2 separate regions of the Sus scrofa genome follow, and region 2 is linked to region 1. A link is a contact called in public HiChIP or PLAC-seq data. All regions are on one chromosome and are shown on one strand. Each heading gives the region's core, a stretch centred on a gene start, on an enhancer-like site or on the middle of the called end of the contact. The rest is flanking DNA. Distances are from core to core; before and after follow the strand shown.

The links. HiChIP or PLAC-seq counts read pairs in DNA pulled down with a chosen protein or histone mark.
Region 2: a contact with region 1 is called in an H3K27ac HiChIP or PLAC-seq map of skeletal muscle, with 2.6 times the contacts expected there. The contact joins the enhancer-like site here to the promoter of GRIFIN in region 1. A contact is called at or near these places in 15 of 47 Hi-C or Micro-C datasets (alveolar macrophages, blood, brain and 8 more) and 2 of 2 datasets of contacts at active chromatin or transcription factors (alveolar macrophages and skeletal muscle).

The regions. Positions count from the first base shown.
Region 1 is chr3:1,776,188-1,778,887 of Sscrofa11.1, reverse strand. GRIFIN (galectin-related inter-fiber protein) reads left to right here and starts at 1,368. Exons shown (of 5, transcript NM_001145219.1): 1 at 1,368-1,392; 2 at 1,667-1,746; 3 at 1,840-1,999; 4 at 2,372-2,538; 5 at 2,698-2,700. The coding sequence starts at 1,381. The region is part of intron 2 of LFNG (beta-1,3-N-acetylglucosaminyltransferase lunatic fringe); the gene reads right to left.
Region 2 is chr3:1,814,711-1,817,410 of Sscrofa11.1, reverse strand. LFNG (beta-1,3-N-acetylglucosaminyltransferase lunatic fringe) reads right to left here. Exons shown (of 11, transcript XM_021085997.1): 5 at 1,541-1,589; 6 at 955-1,054; 7 at 675-828; 8 at 480-565; 9 at 1-51. Among named protein-coding and RNA genes, the nearest start is that of TTYH3, 37 kb to the left of the region's middle. Within about 2 kb of position 1,415, at least 38 of the 83 cell types and tissues checked have an H3K27ac peak or open chromatin away from gene starts, as enhancers often do. A contact at or near this core is called in alveolar macrophages, retroperitoneal adipose tissue, skeletal muscle and 1 more, where this site is marked.

The DNA.
Region 1 (2,700 bases), core at 119-2,618:
TCAAGCTCTTGCCTTGGGCCGGGACCCTCCACAGGGATGTGCAACTGAGCCAAAACTCCACGGCAAGCAGGCTCAGGCAGGCAGGGCTGCTGCTCAGGGCTGCCCCCTGCAGGCAGGGCTGGATGGAACGGCCCGCACTGCCCGTTGGAGGTGGCGGCCACCTCCGTGTCCCTTCCCAGCCTTGGCCTTAGCATCACCCCCTTCATCAAAAATGACAGGCACACGCCCATCACCAGCACAGCGGAGAGAGGCCAGGCGGGACCACCAGGGGTCGGAGGGAATAATGGCCCAAGGGGAGTGCTGGGGTTCTGAGGGCCTGGCACTCCGGGCTGATCACCCCTAAGGGGCTGGCGAGCCAGGTACATGCCTATCCCGAGACTCACTGGGCAGGGAAAGAGCAGCAGCACCCAGAGCCACACACGCTTACCCTGGCACAGGACACCCCGCACACCCAGGCTCACTGTCCACGCACACTCGAGTTTTCCCACCACTGGGTCCCTGGCTCAGCACACCCACACACACGTTCACCTGCACACCTGCTCACACACTCAGCCACCTGCTCACGGCACACTCACGGCATGCTCACCACACACAGCAGCCTGGTGCTCTGCGCCCAGCCTGGCTCCTCTCTGGGTCCCGGACAGTGCAGCTCCCCCCACAGCCGCCCCCAAAGCCTGGGGACACTCTGCCTGTCTCCCCAGCAGGCTTCCCGAGGGCCCCCGGCCTGGCCCCTCCCCAGCTCGGCTGCGAGGGGCCCAGGAGCCAGGCCAGAAGGGGCGAGGGGGTGTGGGAAAGGCCCTCCCCCAGCCCGTCCGTCCACCCAAGCCCTGGAATGCGCTGACCGCAGCGGCCCAGCCTAATCCCGACTCTGCCCCGTGGGGCCAGCGAGTTGCTGGAACAGGGCAGCCAGGGGAGGCTGGGCTGGGGGACGCGGATTTGGGGTGCCAGGTGGCCAAATGGCCCCCGAAGCCCAGGGCAGGGTTGAGAGCCTCCCCCGGCCCCCTCGCTAGACCAGATGGGAGGGTTTGGGCCCCTGAGATCCTGGAGGTCAAGGCTGGGGGGGTGCTGCCTCAGCCCCGCCCTTCCCACAAGAATGGGTAGAAGCTGCTTTCGGGGTGGGTGGAGGATCCTAAGAAGTGGAGTTGGAGAGCCAGACAGGCCCCTGAGGAAAGGAGGGTGAGGAGGGGGCCGCCCCGTCCGGGGCTTGAATGGAGGACCTGCTGGTGGGGGAGGGGGAAGCCGAGGATGGGGGGTGGGGAGTGGGGGCAGGGAAGGGCAATGAGCTCACCAGGCCATCCCGGGGTGGGGCTCCCGCACCCCCGCCCCGCCCAGCCCGCATATATCCCCAGGCTCGCGCTGCGCCCAGCAGAAGCTGGGGAGATGGCACTGCAGGTGGGTGAGACCTGGACTCGGGCGACGGGAGCAGGGCCTGGTGGGGTCCCCAAGTCAGCTGCGCTCCTCCCGCCCAGAGCTGCCTGCTCACCAGGACCCCCCGCTCATCAGGCTGCGAAGGCATTGCGTTTAGACCCCTGCCGCCTCGTCGCGAAGGGAACGTTGCTCAGGGGGCCAGGGTCCCAGCAAAGAGCACACTGGGTGGTGGGAGGGGAGCCTCCGGACAAGTGGGTGGCCACACGCCAGGGGTCTCTGTCCCCTCTTTTGTCTGCAGTTTGAAGCCTTCTATGCAGGGGGCCTGGCCCCCGGCTGGAACCTGCTGGTCCAGGGACACTCTGACTCTGGAGAGGACAAGTAAGGGACATCGCCCTCCCGGGGTCCCCCCCGGCCTTGGGCGGGTGACGGCTCAGGCATCTGCAGCTCTCACGGACCCCATGATGCCCCCAGGTTCGAGATCAACTTCTTGTCGGAGGCGGGGGACATTGTCTTCCACATCAAGCCCCGCTTCTCCAGCGCCAGCATCGTGGCCAACACCTTCCAGGGCGGTCGCTGGGGCCAGGAGGAGGTGTCCACCGTCTTCCCGCTGGTGCTCGGGGAGCCCTTCGAGGTGACGGGGGTGGGGGAGGCCCATGGGGGAGGGGCGCCTGTGGTCGCATCAGGTGCCCGCTGCTTGGTGGGAGGGATGCTGCGTAGCAGCCGGGGCCCCTGGCGGGGGGCACTAACTGTAGGTGCTTACAGGTCAGCCGGCTAGGGCAGGAGTCTCACTGCGGGCCCCCAGCCACCCCGCTGAGGAGAGAGGAAGGGCTCCCAGCAGGGGCCTCAGAACTGCCCTGGGTGGGGGGGACTGCATGACGGGGTTCCACGTGCGGAGGGGACCCTGGGCCTCCGGCTGTGCTTCCTGGACTCAGAGCCGCCTGAGCTCAATGCAGGGGCAGGAGAGAGGCCCGGGGGGCTGTGGTCACTGTCCCCCTGCCCCCAGATGGAGGTCAGCTCGGACGCGGAGCACTTCCACGTCCACGCCCAGGAGCACAAGGTGCTGCAGTTCGCCCACCGCCACAGGCCGCTGGCCGCCATCACCCGGGTGCAGGTGCTGAGTGACCACCGGCTGGCCCAGGTGGAGCTGGCCAGGAGAGGCCTGAGCTGGGGGTAACGTTCCTGTCCCCCCCAGTGCCCCCCACGGCAACATCTTTACCCAGGACCCCATCCGCCGGGTGGGGGTGGGGGCTGTGGGCGGGGTCCGCCATCCACACCCCGCGAGTCTGGGGCGGGGGGCTGCGGCTGAGGCGGCGTCTTGGATGTTTGCAGGGA
Region 2 (2,700 bases), core at 166-2,665, 38 kb before region 1:
CAGTCGTCCGGCAGCCGGATCCGCTCGGCCGTGCTCATGAAGTGGCCTCCGCTGCGGGAGGGAAGGACCAGGGGGCCAGAGTGAGCAGAAGTGGGGGGCTGGGCGGGACCCCGCCAGACAGAATGTCACACGGAGCGCTTGGTCAAGCTCCGGGAGGAGGCGGACATGCCCAGCGGAGCTCGCAGCCCCGTCTGTGTCCCTCACACGCTCTGGCGCCTGGCTGCTCCCCCCCACCTGAGCCACAGGACGGCCCCCTCCTCCACTCCAGCCTGATGATTCTCTGCAAGGAGGGGGTTACCAGGTGCAGGAAGGGGTCCTCCCCGACCTGGGTGCTGACCACCCTAGTGACCGGTGGGCGGTGGTGGGTCAGCCCAACCTGCCCGTGCACCACTGCTGCTGGGAAGATGAACCAAGCCAGGCCCCTCGGTGTGGTGACCTTGCCACGTGGGGCGGGCCCACCTGTGCCCCAGTGCACTCACCTGGCCCATGGGCTCATCTTCAGGGCCAGCCCTCGGCTGATGCAGAAGCCTGCCCCGCCGGTGGCAAACCAGAAGTGGACCGGCCGCTGTGGGAGGGGGAGCGTGGTGAGACTCCCAGACCCCACTGCCAGGCTGCGGGGGGGCCGCCGCCCCTCCAACCCCCGCGCCACAGGCCTGTGTGGCTGGAACACTCACCACCTTGGTCTCGCTGACCCTCTCCGTGGCCTGGATGGGCCTGTCCAGGCTGGGCTTGCCCAGGTAGATGTCCTGTGTGTGCGGGTAACTGGCCAGCAGCCTCAGCAAGGCCCGCACGTTCACGTAGTTATCATCATCCACGTGGCAGAACCACCTGGCAAGAGGCAGGCCGTCAGGGCGCCGTGCGGGGGTGGAGCGGGCTGGGGGGGGCGCAGCCGGGGCAGGAGCCCTGCGAGGGGACGGGGACACCGCTGGGCCCCAGCCAAAGGCCGGCACTCACTTTCTCCCGGATTCGATGAAGCGGTCGTACTCCACGGCCATCTTGCAGGACAGCGCCTGGCGGCTGTGGGCGGCCGAGCAGTTAGTATTGACCACGTTGCCTGCGGACAAGGGGAGGGGCTGTGAGTGGGTCCCAGCCGATGGCGAGAGAGCCGCCGGGGCCTGGGCTCACACAGCAGGTCCCCGGAGAGCAGAGCAAGATAAGGGGGTGGCAGTCGGTCAAGCTGGGCGAGCAACAGCGGGCCTCCCGACTCAGCCCCTCGCAGGAGCGGGACCCGGGCCTGGCGAGCCCCCCGCCCCCCCAGCCTAGCCCCTCCCAGGCGCCGCGCCCCGCCCCGCCCCGCCCCCGCCCATTCAGGCAGCTTTTCCCAGCACCAGCCACCTGTTGCCGCCACAGCAGCTCAAAGGGCCCGAGCTGAAAGGGCCTCATTTGCATGAAAATTGGGTGGGGGGCGAGTGGGGGGGCGGGGCCATGAGCAAACCCGTTGAGTAAACTGCCCTCCCAGGCCCGTGGCCTCGGTGACCTCTCCAGAGGGGAGGGTTTCCAGGAGGTGGAGCCCCCCTCCCTCCCCACACGCAGGGCTCACCCGTGCGCTTGGCCAGGGCTTCGTCTTCCCCGTCGGTGAAAATGAACGTCTGCAGGGAGAAATACGGCCTTGAACAGGCAGTCACCGTGGGGTCCAGGGCTGGGCACCCTGCGGCTTCACAGGACCCTCCGTGGCGCCCATGCCCCACCCTTCTCTGAGCCTCAATTTCCCCACGGGCAGCATGGGGCTCGAGTGCCCAGCCTGAGGAGACATGGGCCAGGGGCTCAGGAAGAACCCCCTCTCCACCTGGGCAGCTGGGCCCAAGGTCACCTGGCAGCTGTGCCGGCACGAGCCAGGTGGGGCGCCCCGCCCACCCGCCAGGTAACCGGCTCCCCGCCCGCCCCACGCACCTGGCGGGGCACACACCCTTATTGACACAGTGGCCGGCCTCTGGGAGGGGCAGAGGGCGGTGGGGGGACAGGCGGAGGAGGTTGGCTTTGGGAAGCCAAGTCTCAATCAGTCGGGGACAAAGGCTTTTGCTGGGCGGCTGCCAAGCCCTGGCGGACAAAGGGCCCGGAGGGAGGGTGAATCACCAGGCATTGTCCGCCAGCTTTGTCCTGGGCCGCGCGAGGCAGGGGAACTCGGCCGCGTTAAGCGGGAGTGGCCGCGCAGCACATTACCATACAGCTGGCCTGGTTAACTGGGCCGGGCTGGGCGCAAGGTCCGGCGGGCAGAGGTGCAGCCACAGCCTGCAGAGTCCCCCGGGCTGGGCCCTCAAGCTGAGGCCCCCCGCACCCTGGCCGTGTGACCAGCCAGCAGAGCCGGTCACTTTCACTGAGCCAAAGCATCCTCCAGGGTTCTAACGAGACTCCAACGGTCAGCAAGGTCGAGGCAGGAAACCGCACCTGCTCCAGTGCAGGGATCGGCGCCCCCAACGCCCCGCCCGCTGCTCAGGCAAGGAAACTCGGGCGCGCAGACCGGCCTCCCTCAAGGCCACATCAAGGCTCCACCTGTGCCAGCACAGGGCTACCTCTGCCAGGATCGCTCCGCGGAAGCGGGCGGGCGGTGGGGGGGCAACGAGGAGGGGCCCGGAGCTGCCGGCGCCCGCCTGGGCCCGTCGGCACACGGGGAGGAATGTTCCTTCCTCTGCCCGGCCCGCCCAGCGCGTGCCACCCCGTGCACCCAGGCGTGGCTGAGTGCAAAGCCAGGGGCCCGGGAGA